Regions from separate parts of the Muntiacus reevesi genome. Here region 1 is linked to region 2. Evidence: chromatin contacts called from public Hi-C data. All regions are on one chromosome and are shown on one strand. The core of a region is the stretch at or near the end of the contact, and the rest is flanking DNA. Distances in the headings are between cores, read along the strand shown.

The links. A called contact is a pair of places that touch in the nucleus more often than the background predicts.
Region 1: a Hi-C map of muscle shows a contact between it and region 2, with 5 times the contacts expected there. The contact joins the promoter of RB1 here to the promoter of MED4 in region 2. A contact is called at or near these places in 2 of 3 Hi-C or Micro-C datasets (blood and muscle).

The regions. Positions count from the first base shown.
Region 1 is chr11:16,804,482-16,811,027 of mMunRee1.1, reverse strand. RB1 (RB transcriptional corepressor 1) reads right to left here and starts at 5,067. Exons shown (of 27, transcript XM_065902292.1): 1 at 4,568-5,067; 2 at 1,715-1,841. The coding sequence starts at 4,701.
Region 2 is chr11:16,616,014-16,623,262 of mMunRee1.1, reverse strand. It overlaps MED4 (mediator complex subunit 4), which reads left to right and starts at 5,487. Exons shown (of 7, transcript XM_065901821.1): 1 at 5,487-5,638. The coding sequence starts at 5,514.

The sequences.
Region 1 (6,546 bases), core at 3,818-6,317, 190 kb before region 2:
ATCAGTGGAAATATATATTAGGTGCTCTGGAATGATAATACCAAAGTCATTCATCCAAGATACTTCAAGAATACCTTTTTAGTATGTTGTTCTAGAATATGTTCAGATCTTTGGAAAATCTTTGGAGGTTTGTTTTCTCCTTTTTTTTATTACCAGATGCTATAGACTGAATACTGGTGTCCCCCTCAAATTCAGATGCTGCAAACCTGATGCCCAACAAGATGGTATCAGGAGGTAGAGCCTTCAGGAGTGATTAGGTCAGGAGGGAAGGGCCCTCATGAATGAAATCAATTCCCTTCTAAAAGAGGCCAGCAAAAGCTCCCACCAGCTCTGCCAACCGAGGCCAGTGATAAGGCACTATCTGTGAATTCCCAGTGAATAAAGAAGTGTGCCTTTACTAGACCCAGAATCTGCCTGCACCATGATCTTGGACTTTCCAGCTCCAGAACAGTGAGAAATAAGTTTCTATTGTTTATAAGCTATCCAGTCTAAGGTATTTGTTGTAATAGTCCAAACAGATTAAAACACTTTTTAACAGTTATAAATAGCTATTTTTATGGGACGTATATAAACATATTTTGCTGCATTGACTGAATCAGTAAAAAAACAAGACAACAGTGTACTCTAATACAATGCTGAATGAAAATGTAAACTCATTAAAAGTGATTAGAGTGCAATTTAGCAATAATTACCAATAGTTTTATAAATGCTCGTAGCTTTTGACTCAGTAATTCAAATTGTAAGAATTTATCCTAATAATCAGAGATTCATTCATTAATCCACTTAACAAGTAATTGAAGACTTAATTTGTGCCAGGTATCACTCTTACAAATAAGGATGTTTATCACATTTTACAGCTCCAAAAAGTTGGGGGGGAAATGTCAAATAACAGTAAGCTAACAAATCAGAATACATCTAATGGATAAAATATCATAACACCACTGGAAATGACATTATCAAATATATCAAAAAATATTTAACAACATAAAATGCTCATGTTAAGAAAAAATATTTTTTAAGATACAAAACTACATGCAATTACATATGTAACTATATGTATGATCCCAAATCTGTGTTTTAGATCTTATTAGTCAGGATCCTTAGTTAAGTTACTCAATCTCACTCAGCTTCAGTATCTTCATTTATAAAATGAAGATTTTACATGTAAAATAAGGATTTTATACTTCACAACTTAAAGGCTTGTCAGATGAGTTACTTATAAAGTGCTTACAATATTCCCCAGTACATATAAAGTGTCAATAATTATTTGCTAGTGATATTATTATATACATAGATGTTGAATATATATGCATATGTATTCAAGAAAAAAATGGAATATCAAAATATTATCAAAGATTCTGAATTCTAAATAAATAATTATAAGGCAATCAGGACATTTCAATACTGATTATATATTATGATATTAAAATTATTTTATGAGTCATTTTGTTTTTTAAAAAGTCTTTATAGCATAGTGAACTATTTATGAATAAAATGTGAAACCTAAGATTTGCTTTAAAATACTTTGGTGGGGGGCTTACATGGAGAGTTAGGTTTTTTTAATTTTTCATGTTATCAGAAATAAATTACCTCTGGGTGATAGGATTATTAGTAAGTTTGCTTTATAATTTTCCACTTTCAAAATTTTTTATAGTGATTAAAAATTATTTCTGAAATTAAAAAAATGTTTTCAAAAAATTTTGACATTCCTTACCAATACTCCATCCACAGATGAAACTTTTTCCCAAGTTAACCAAGCTCTTTCTCTGACATGATCTGGTATCTTTAATTTCTGACATAATGCAGTAAAATCAGGTTCTTCAGTTTCTTCAAACTCAAGCCTACCAAATGAAAAAATATTAATAGGCACATATTTACAATCAAATTAATTAGATAAACGTTTCAATAGTTTGCATAGAATAGCACTACCCTGAAAGACAGCATCACTAAATACTTTAGAATCTTTTTTATCTTTGAAAAAATTACACTTAGAATTTAAACATATATTTATCTTTTTCAGTCTTTCCAGAATGGTAATACCACACAGTGAAAAATGTTTGCTACTTCAGAGCAGCAAAATAGCTTAAAGTAAGTACAAGAGCTAAAACTGTTTGGGAAAGTTGGGTTGGTTAACAGCAGGAGGAAAGCAATAGACAATATTACAAAACCAATTCAATATCATTAACTTTTGATAAAATGCAGTGTACCCTTCACAGTGTTTTATTTAACCTACTTACTAGTAGTTCTTACATGATGATTAAATTCAGCCTTTTCTTCCTGATTTTTCTTAACCAAGACAAGCAGTCAAAAAACTCTTCTTGTCTAATTCTTTTTCAATCACATAATGTCTACTTGACCTCTAATAATAATAGTAGTAGTACAAGGAATAGCTAATAATTTTTTAGTATTTATTATGATCCCACACAAAGTACCTTAGATGAAGGTAGATTCAATCCCCACATCAGCCCTATTAGGTAAATCCTCTTATTATCCCTGTTTTACAAATACCAAATCAGAGAAGTTAAAGCACTCACTTGAAATCAGGCAGTATGTACAAACCCTGATAGAAACCCAATAATCTAAGTCTATAATCCATGCCCTTGAGCACTATTCCAGACTGCCAACCTCCTCTGAAACATAATTAACTTTTGGTTATCTCAAGAATGAAAATGGTGTGCTGTTTCCCTTAAGTAAACTCCCAATTCTCAAAGTAGACATGGGCTCCATCACTGGAAATGCAGTTGGACTGGGCCCTGAACCCACCCCAGGTAAATTTCTCAACTTCAGACTGCCAGGCAGTGGTTCTATCCTTGTTAAATAGTTAACCTGTAGTTTTTGATAGCCCATAAGGACACATTTTATGGGTAAGGATAATCGAGAATAGACTTTATCTTGCATGGTTCTGACTTAAAGAATTTGTGATAGTTTCATCATTTAAAAGTATATAAAATGAAGTGCTGGAAAATAGAAACAAAGACTTTCTTTTCCCGGGTGATGGCCAGGACTTCAATATTTCCGGTTACTCTACAATATTCAAGAATGCGTCCAAGCTCTGCGATAACGTAAGAGTTCTTTGCAGTAAACTTCACTGCTCTTACCAAAGGGAAACTGGAAAATACTGGACATATCAGAGTTTAATCAGAAACCAACGTCCTCTCCTAGAACATCCCTGGGCTTTTTTTTTTCCCATTAGTGAGAATGATTTTTAATTCATAAGATAGTCATATATGAATTTCTAATAGCCTTTCACAAGCCATTTCCAAAAGCCTTTCCCAATCTTTAACAATTTGTCCCAAATTCTGTTAGTGCAGGGGGAGGTGAGAGAAACAGGACCTGCTGATAGACTAGAACTGTGGAAGGGAGACAGAAAGGAGTCCCATTCCCCTGTAATTGATGTGCAGTCTCAAAGCAGGGCCACTGCTGACAATAATAATGGATAATTATACTCGTTCAATTTTTGGTTCTAACCATAAAGCATCACAATCAAGAAAAATAAGATGTTGCAATACATTATCTGCCTGTCAAGTTCCACTGCATTATCGTGGACTTGCTTAAATTTAGAATCTACTTAGGAGAAGAAAAACAACTCCACGTGAGCACAAAAACACTCGTTTTCTACTCCAACAAACGAAACAAACAAAAAAACCCCAAGGACACCAGGATCCTTGCTGGCTCAAAGCCAAAAGGCAAAATGGAAGAAATAACGAGGCACGCTGTAGCCAACGAAAATACGCAAGAAGTTTTGGGAAACAAGAGAAAAGTTTAGGAACTTTTAAGCTCTTGGGCTAAACGTCTCACAATATTTTTACCCAGGCACGAGTTCTTTCTAAAGAGCTACGTTCCACCAGTCACTACCGATGGCCGTGAATCCCCAAGAACCGAAAATCCCCTTTTAAGAGAACGCCACAAGGCGCCTCAGTCGAGCTTCCTGGGGGGTAACTGACACCCAGGACCCTGCCCGTCACGTCCGCGGGCATCTCTGCCGCCTCATCCAAGGCTTTTCTGGCTGTCTCTCCCAGGACTGGGCTTCAGATACAGCTGCGCGCCCAGAGGGGAAAAAAACAAAAAAAACAAAACAAAAAAACAACCACTTCCAACTGTTGCATCGCAGGAGACCAAAAAAGAAAGTCAAAAGACCACTGGAGGACTACTAATCTCAACGGGAAGAAAAACCTGTCCAGCAGACACCAGTTAGTTCTTTTCTTTTTTTCTCTTTTGCGTGTGATGGGGCCTCGAAATCACCCGCCGGATGCGCAGGGCCGTCTCGCGGAGCAAAGGCGGCACCTGTCACTTCGCTCAGCGACCCGAGCCCCACCCGCCCGACACCTGTCAAGCTGGAGCCGAGACCCCCTCCCGGCCGCCATCCCCTGGCGGCGCCCGCACCCAGACCTCTGTCAGCTCCCTCCGGGCGCTCCGCCGCGAGGGGTGGTGGAGGGGGGGACAGCCCTCCCGCCGGGACCCGCGCCCCGCGGGGACGCGCCCCCGCCTAGACGCCGCGGCGCCCGCCGACGCAGCCTCGGGGCGCCCTCCCCGCTCGCCGCCCGCCACCGGTGGCTCGGCCGCTCACCTGGCCAGAGGCAGGTCCTCAGAGCCGCTGTCCTGCTCGGGGTCCTCCTCAGGGGGCGGCGGCGGGGGCTCCGCGGCGGCGGCGGCGGCGGCGGCGGCGGTGGCGGCTGCTCTTCGGGGGGTTTTGGGCGGCATGACGCGCTCCCAGGACAGGCACCGGCGGGCGCTTGAGGAGGGCCGGGGAAGGGAGAGGACGCGCGCACCTCGGGCACGCCCCGTCCTCGGCCGACTCCCGTTACAAAAATAATTTGAACGTTCCCCAGAGAAAAAAACCGGGCCAGCCCTCCCCCGCCCGGCAACCGAGCGCCGCGTCCAACCGCGGGAAAACGTCACTTCCGCCCGCGGCGTCACGTCCGCGAGGTTCCCGGGCCCGCCAGCGTCGGGAGGGCACCGGGGTGCTGGGCGAGGCGAGGCAAGGCGTGGGCCGAGCGGGCGGGAAGCCCCGGGCCTGCAACCCAGGCGCCCGCCCGGAGGCAGCCGCCGCCGCCGCCTCAGTCTTCCTCTCCTCGAAACTCGCCCCTGCGGGCGTGGGTGGCCGAGTAAGGGAGCTACCCGGCCCGTTGGGTGCGCGGGCCCCCTCGCTATAGCCGGGTGGATCCGGGGCTGCGGCCGAGGCCCCCGCCGGGGAGTATCGGGCGAGCGCACCCGGGGCGGACACGCCCCTCTCCTCCTGGGCGGCGCCCTCCCGCTCGCCCGCGCTCCTCCCGCCCAATCCGTTAAGCGAAGTCGGCCAAAACAAAAAACAAACAGCCTCTGAAACACCTATGAGGAGCTGGATTTTGCCCACTGCTAGCGGAGACCAAGGATGGGACGACGAAACTGGCCTCTTGAGAGTTCTTTGAGGGAAGAGGGGTGGGCGCTGCGGGCAAAGAACGGATGACGAGGTGCTGCGCGGTTTTAATAGAGTTAAAACCAGGAAGTACCATCGAAACGTCTAAAGGACATCTTCAGAGGAGCAGGGACATTTGAATAGAAGTTTGCTAGGACCTCACATCTAAGGAGGACTTAACTATGTGCATAGGGGATTGTTCTGGCCATTTTACCTCATTATCTTACCGAATCCGCAGAAAAAGCCTTTTAAAATGAGTTGTAGTCGTATTACACTTTGGAAAGGAAAACAGGCTCAGAGGAGTTAATTCATTTGCCCAGTACTCCAGTATTCTGGCCTGGAGAATTCCCTGGACAGAGGAGCTGACAGGCTACAGTCCATGGGGTCGCAAAGAATCAGACGCGACTGAGTGACTTACACACACAGCCGATGGGTGGTAGAGGTTTTGAACCCAGATATATTTGACTCTACTTATCCATTAGGCTGTGTTAAAGAAAACACCAAGAAGAGAGAAATAGCATATGCAAGGCACAAAGACATCAGAAAAGAGTTTGCAGGAATTACCATGGTCAAACATTGACTTAGAAACTGTGTCTCCTGTCTCTTGGTATTTACTTATGCTAATAGATTGCCTAGTTTGAGTACCTGCTTTTGTCTCACTGGCAGATGCTGTGGGTTGCCCGCTCGGAGCTTCCCAACTGAAGTGCTGTGAATAAAATACAGCTGTGCTCTGATGTGAATTCCCTCATCCTTGGAACAGTTGAGCAGGGCTGAGGCAGCCGACACCTTCAGGCAAGTGGTAGCTTTTGGGTTTATCCCTGTGGGCCATACAATGGATTATCATTTTCTGTATATAGTATGGTTTATGCCAGAATGTGAAAAAGAGCTAACAGTTATTGGCCTACTCAACAACAAGTTCTGCCAAAGTTCAGAAACTCTTTCTTGGGGACTCAAAGTTTATCAGGTGTTAGGGTCCATGCCCAGACCCAACTTCAGAGGGCAAATACCATCACAGCGGTAATTCCACTCTTCTTTCCCAGGATTCGAGCACAGTAGTCAGGGGCACAGGATACAATTTGGTTTTTGTAAGATGCAGTTTTGGTTTTTGCAAGATCAAAGATAGTCTGCTGGGAGCCTCTAAAATGAGATAC
Region 2 (7,249 bases), core at 4,238-6,737:
AGTTCCCTGTGCTCTAGAGTAGGACTTCGTTGGCTATCCATTTTAAATACAGCACTGTAGTATTTATCCTTTTGGAATCAATAGATTGAGAAAATAATTTACACTCAAAGTTACTGTGAATTCAGTTACCATAAGAATAATATAAATATATAAAGTATTTATATTTAGTTACAGTTGACCCTTAAACAACACAGAGTTGAACTGCTGGGGTCCCTCTTCAGTTCAGTTCAGTTCAGTTGCTCAGTTGTGTCCGACACTTTGCGACCCCATGAATCGCAGCACTCCAGGCCTCCCTGTCCATCACAAACTCCCAGAGTTTACTCAAACTCATGTCCATAGAGTCGGTGATGCCATCCAGCCGTCTCATCCTCTGTCGTCCCCTTCTCCTCCTGCCCCCAATCCCTCCCAGCATCAGGGTCTTCTCCAACGAGTCAACTCTTTGCATGAGGTGGCCAAAGTATTGGAATTTCAGCTTCAGCATCAGTCCTTCCAATGAACACCCAGGACTGATCTCCTTTAGGATGGACTGGTTGGATCTCCTTGCAGTCCAAGGGACTCTCAAGAGTCTTCTCCAACACCACAGTTCAAAAGCATCAATTTTTTGGCACTCAGCTTTCTTCACAGTCCAACTCTCACATCCATACATGACCACTGGAAAAACCATAGCCTTGACCAGATGGACCTTTGTTGGCAAAGTAATGTCTCTGCTTTTTAATATGCTATCTAGGTTGGTCATAACTTTCCTTCCAAGGAGTAAGCATCTTTACATGTGGAATTTTTTCAATAAATATAGAAACTGCATTTTCCTTTTACAGATCTTTAAGCTAAATAAGTGTGGGGAAAAGCTTGTGCTTGATTATAGGTCACAACATATGCAATAAAAAAAACCTAGGATTTGAGTCCTGATTCTGTTCAATTCTGCCGTGGGTGAATCACTTATCAGTTTCTTTGTTTTCAAGGCAACAGTAGCAGTACTCCAGTTGGCACCCCTACCCACCATGTTGCTCAGTGGCCAATTGTATAATATATTATAAAATAGCTCATATTTTGTTTATCATACTTAGATCTTTACAGTTTGCAAAAGAGTATGTCAGTAGGAAGTACCATTGCTTATTAGTCTATAGACAACATTCAGTATACATGTGAATTTGCACAAATCTGAAGAGGTATGGAGTTTATAACACACAAGTGCATGAGTGCATGCTAAGTCACTTTAGTTGTGTATGACTCTGTACGACACTATGGACTGTAGTCCATCAAATTATCCATGGGATTCTCCGGACAAGAATACTGGATTGGGTTGTCATGCCCTTCTCCAGCAAATCTTCCCAACTCAGGGATCGAACCCATGTCTCCTGCAGTTACTACACTGCAGGCGGATTCTTTACCACTGAGCCACCAGAGAAGCCCTCACGTCACACAGACAGTCCACATGTTGACCCTGGTTATCTGTAAAAGAGGATTTATAACCGGACATTTTTAACTAATTAGAATCCTCCCAGGATTTTTATGTGGAAGTTACACTAATATGATCTACCTCATCCCCCCACCAGATCTTGGCTCAAGACAAACAAAAGCCACATAAATTGAAGGAGTTTAGCTCCTTGGAAACTTAATATAAGAAAATTATTGATTAGAGCTACTGGGAGGCATGCTTAGAATGCAATGATAATTAAGAAAGCCTAAATCTAATTAAGTCTATTGCCTGAGAATTGACTGTAGTAAATGAAGATGTGAGCCCACAGCAGAAGTGGGGCATGGTAAGAAAATAAAAGGTGTCCATGAATCTCTTGTCCTGTGTAGGGAAGAAGGCAACTCTGACCTATGAACACAAACACGCCAATCTCTTTAACACAGATATCCCTACACCATGGTGGTGTAAATCCTGATGAATGCATCAATTAAATCTGTATTTATCTTCATTTGTCAACATTGTCACCAGTCAACATTTTGGTGATAATTTGTGGCTTTCGGTGTGGGTTTGTCTATGCATATAATTGTGCTCATCTTAAGTTAATAAAATGGCATTCTAGATTATTATTATTATTATTCAGCAGTTGCAATGAATGAATTTATTTAGCATGAGTCCTGAGGAAATCCTCCAGCAGAATCACGTTTGGCACCTCCAAAAAGGACAGTCCAGAGGACAGGACCACAGGCACTCCTGGCTCACTTCCAGCTGTTGTCTGTAAGTGACAACTTTGCAACTCACTCTCTGTGACAGCAGCTTGGGTCAGATGCAGAGCTCCCACACTCAGGGCTGTTTAACCCTGGGTTTTCCTGGTAAGGAAGGTCTTCTACTACATTGTTCTCCCTGCTGAAAAGTGGGTTAAATCACATTTTTGGTTGATTTGGAATTAAGTTATTTAAATTATTGAACTTTAAAATTATTTAAACTACATCAATTGTTTAAACTATTTTCAGGGGCATCCCTTGTGGTCCAGTGGTTAAGACTTCACACTTTCAGCACAGGGGGTGTGTGTTCAGTCCCTGTTCAGGGAATTAAGATTGCATATGCCTCGCAGAGCAGACCAAAAAAAAAAAAAAAAAAAAGCCCAAATGAACTATTTTCAATAACTACCGCTTACATGGTTGCTCAGTCGGTAAAGAATCTGCCTGCAATACACGAGATGCAGGTTTGATCCCTGGGTCACAAAGCTCCTCTGGAAAAGGGAATAGCTACCCACTCCAGTGTTATTGCCTGAAGAATCCCACAACAGAGGAGCCTGGTAGTCTACAAACTGTGGGGTTGCAAAGAGTCCAACATGACTGACTAACAACACAGACACCACTTACATACCATATTCATTGATTCAGTTCACTGGTCATCTTGAACAATGAACAAAACATTTTGGTGGGAGATACATGATTATAAAGATAGACTGTAAAATTGTGGACGCAACCCAAGTGTCTCTGACAGATGAATGGATAAACAACAAGGGAGGGAGGAAAGGGAAACTATTATTTAATAGATATGGAGCTTCAGTTTTGCAAGATAAAAAGAACTCTAGGGAAGGATTACAAATAGCTTACAAATAGGATTACAAATAGCTTACAAATAGGATTACAAATAGCTTACAAATAGTTGAAAAAAGAAGAGATGCTAAAGGCAAAGGAGAAAAGGAAAGATATATCCATTTGAAAGTAGAGTTTCAAAGAATAGCAAGGAGATATAAGAAAGCCTTCCTCAGTGATCAATGCAAAGAAATAGAGGAAAACAATAGAATGGGAAAGACTATAGAGTTCTCTTCAAGAAAATTAGAGATACCAGTGGAACATTTCATGCAAAGATGGGCACAATAAAGGACAGAAATGGTATGGATCTAACAGAAGCAGAAGATATTAAGAAGAGGTGGCAAGAATACACAGAAGAACTGTACAAAAAAAATCTTAATCACCGGATAAGTACGATGGTGTGATCACTCACCTAGAGCCAGACATCTTGGAATGTGAAGTCAAGTGGGCCTTAGGAAGCATCACTACGAACAAAATTAGTGGAGGTGATGAAATTCTAGTTGAGCTATTTCAAATCCTAAAAGATGATGCTGTGAAAGTGCTGCACTCAATATGACAGCAAATCTGGAAAACTCAGCAGTGGCCACAGGACTGGAAAAGGTCAGCTGACATTCCAATCCCAAAGAAAGGCAATGCCCCAAAATATTCAAACTATTGCACAATTGCACTCATCCCACATGCTAGCAAAGTAATGCTCAAAATTCTCCAAGCCAGGCTTCAACAGTACGTGAACTGTGGACTTCCAGATGTTCAAGCTGGATTTAGAAAAGGCAGAGGAACCAGAGATCAAATTGCCAACATCCACTGGATCATCGAAAAAGCAAGAGAGTTCCAGAAAACCATCTACTTCTGCTTTATTGACTATGCCAAACAAACTGTGGAAAATTCTGAAAGAGATGGGAGTACCAGACCACTTGACCTGCCTCTTGAGAAATCTGTATGCAGGTCAAGAAGCAACAGTTAGAACTGGGCATGGAACAACAGAGTGGTTCCAAATGGGGAAAGGAGTACGTCAAGGCTGTATATTGTCACCCTGCTTATTTAACTTATATGCAGAGTACATCATGTGAAATGCCGGGCTGGATGAAGCGCAAGCTGGAATCAAGATTGCTGGGAAAAATATCAATAACCTCAGACATGCAGATAACAACACCCTTCTGGCAGAAAGTGAAGAGGCACTAAAGAGCCTCTTGATGAAAGTGAAAGAAGAGAGTGAAAAAGCTGACTTAAAACTCAACATTCAGAAAACTAAGATCATGGCATTGGGTCCCATCACTTCATGGTAAATAGATAGGGAAAAAATGGAAACAGTGACAGACTTTATTTTTTGGGTTCCAAAATCACTGCAGATGGTGACTGCAGCCATGAAATTAAAAGACGCTTGCTCCTTGAAAGAAAAGCTATGATCATCCTAGACAGCATATTAAAAAGTAGAGACATTACTTTGCCAACAAAGGTCCATGGGGTTGTAAGGAGTTGGACAGGATTGAGGGACAGAACTGAACTGAACTGAGAGAAGGATGGTGGTGATGGTAGCACAACATGAAGGTACTTAATGTCACTGAACTGTATGCTTAAACGTGGTTAGATGGTACATTTTATGCTAAGTGCATTTTACCACCAAAACAAACGGGGGGGGGGGGGGAGGAAATATGATAGATTTCGGTTCTGCCCTAAGTTGTTTACAGCCTTCCTGAAAGCCCAAACAGGAAAGTGGGAATAGCGTTATGGGAATGCAGACTAGAGAGAGGATAATAAGAGGAGCCCCCCCGCCAGCCCCCGTCCAGCCCATTTCACGAAGAAACTGACACAGAGGCAGGCCATTAAGGAACTCCTTTGAATGCTGAAAATCCGTTGAGCAGAAGCTTCCCATTCCTGCTTGAATAACCTAAAGGCTTAGGAGACTTGGAGTCGGGCAGGACAGAGCGACTAAGCACAGGCTAGCCCACTCTGACCGCGTTGGCCCGCCGTTCTCGTTTGGCTCTGCCTCCAGGGGATGGAACTGGAGCTGAAACCCCAATACTTTGGCCACCTGATGTGAAGAACTGACTCTTTGGAAAAGACCCTGATGCTGGGAAAGACTGAAGGCGGGAGGAGAAGGGGAAGACAGAGGCTGAGATTGCATGGCAATGTTGGCAATGCCATCAGGTTGGATGGCATCACTGACTCAATGGATATGAGTTTGAGTAAAGTCCGAGCGTTGGTGATGGACAGGAAGGCCTGGCGTGCTGCAGTCCATGAGGTCGCAAAGCGTAGGACACGACTGAGCCACTGAATTGAACTGAACTGAACCGAACCAGTGTGGGGAGTGGTGGGGTGGTGGAAGGAGAAGCCTTCACTGACCAGCAGGGGGCGGTGGCGTCCTCAGCGTACCGCCAGGCGCGCAGGGGGCGCTCTGGCTTGCCGCTCCTCCCCGCCTCGACGATCCTTTCTTCCGCCGTTGGAGCCCGCCTCTCGTCGCCAGTGCGCAGCTGCATGCACGCTAGTCTGTGGGCAGCATGGCGGCGGCGTCGAGCGGCGAGAAGGAGAAGGAGCGGCCGGGCGGCGGCTTAGGAGCTGCCGGCGGTAATAGCACGCGAGAGCGGCTGCTGTCAGCGCTGGAAGATCTGGAGGTCTTGTCGAGGTGGGGCCGTCGGCCCAAGGCCCTTGCTAGGGCTGGGCCGGGAGGCGTGAGTCGGGACCACCGTCCTGCCTTGGGCTGGTTCCCCGGGGCTCGAAGGGGAGGGCCGCGCCCCGGGGGACAGTGCCCGAGCGTCGTGGAAGTGCGTCTGCAACCCTCAGTGATTCGGGGTCAACAGCCCTCTTTGTTGTTGTGTTCAGTCGCTCAGTCGTGTCCGACTCTGCGACCCCGTGGACTGCAGCAGGCCGGACTTACCCGTCCTTCACCATCCCCCGGAGCTTGCTCAGACTCACGTCCATCAGATTACTGACAGTGACCCTGGATCCCCAGAATATGGGAATCTTAGCGGACGTTAGAGGTCGCCGGCTGTGGGTCCCTTCGTCCACCGACACTCGACAGACGTATGAGGAACTCCCGTGGGTGCTGCGCGCTGGGAGACGGTCCCCAGGGGTGAGACCAGACGCCGACGGCGACGAGGAGCCTGGTGTCAGTGGGGAGAGCCCACTGACCCAGAGGAACGTCTGTGTCAACAGTGACTGTGGCGCGGAGCCTCCCCAAGGCCTGTCCCCGGTGTAGTCAGACACTGTGTTAGTTTGAGGTGTACAGTGGAGAAGGCACTGGCAACCCGCTCCAGTACTCTTGCCTGGTAGGCTACAGTCCCTGGGGTCGCAGAGTCGGACGCAACTGAGCGACTTCACTCCAGAGTTCTTGCCTGGAGAATCCCATGGACCGAGGGGCCTGGTGGGCTACAGTCTATGGGGTTGCAGAGTCGGACACGACTAAGCAGCTCTCACACACACACACACACACACACACGTGTACAGCAGAGTGATTCAGTTATGTGTGTGTATGTATATGTATATATATCAGTTATCCAGTTCTAGCGCCTACTGTTTGCCTCATGACAGGCCAACAGAGAGATGAATTGTTGGGGTAGGGGAGTAGCGACTTAATTCAGAAGGCCAGCAAACCGAGGAGATGGTAGAGTTGTGCCCTAAAGAGCCGCTTGTCTGAGTTAGAATTCAGGCTTCCTTTATACTAGAAGGGGAGGCAAATCAAATGTTTCCCTCAGCTTCTGGAGGGGAATTATTAATTTCTTCCTCCCTGCAGTCCTTCAGGGGTGGGCCTGGTCAGGATGTTCCCTGTGAGCTAAACAAGGTATTTTAGCTTAATGCTTTTATTACTTGGGAGGCAGGGTTCCCAGAGATGGGACATTTTGTATAATTTAAGCTTAGAGGCAACATGTCTTTAGTGATTTAACTTTTAGAAGAATACCAGGGTTTTTTTTTTTTTTTTTTTACCTATTACATATCTATTTTTTTTCAGATTCTTTTCCCATATAGGTTATTACAGAGTATTGAGTAGAGTTCTCTATTCTATACAGTAGATCCTTGATGATTTGTTTTTTATGGAGTAGTGTGTATATGCTAATCCCAACCTCCTGATTTATCCCTCCTACTTGCCACTTTTCCCCTTTGGTAACCCTAAATTTGTTTTCTAAGTCTTGAGTCTGTTTCTGTTTTGTAAATGAGTTCATTTGTTTCATTTTTTTAAGATCCCACATACAAGCGATATCATATGATACTTGTCTTTTTCTGTCCAACTTAGTATGAT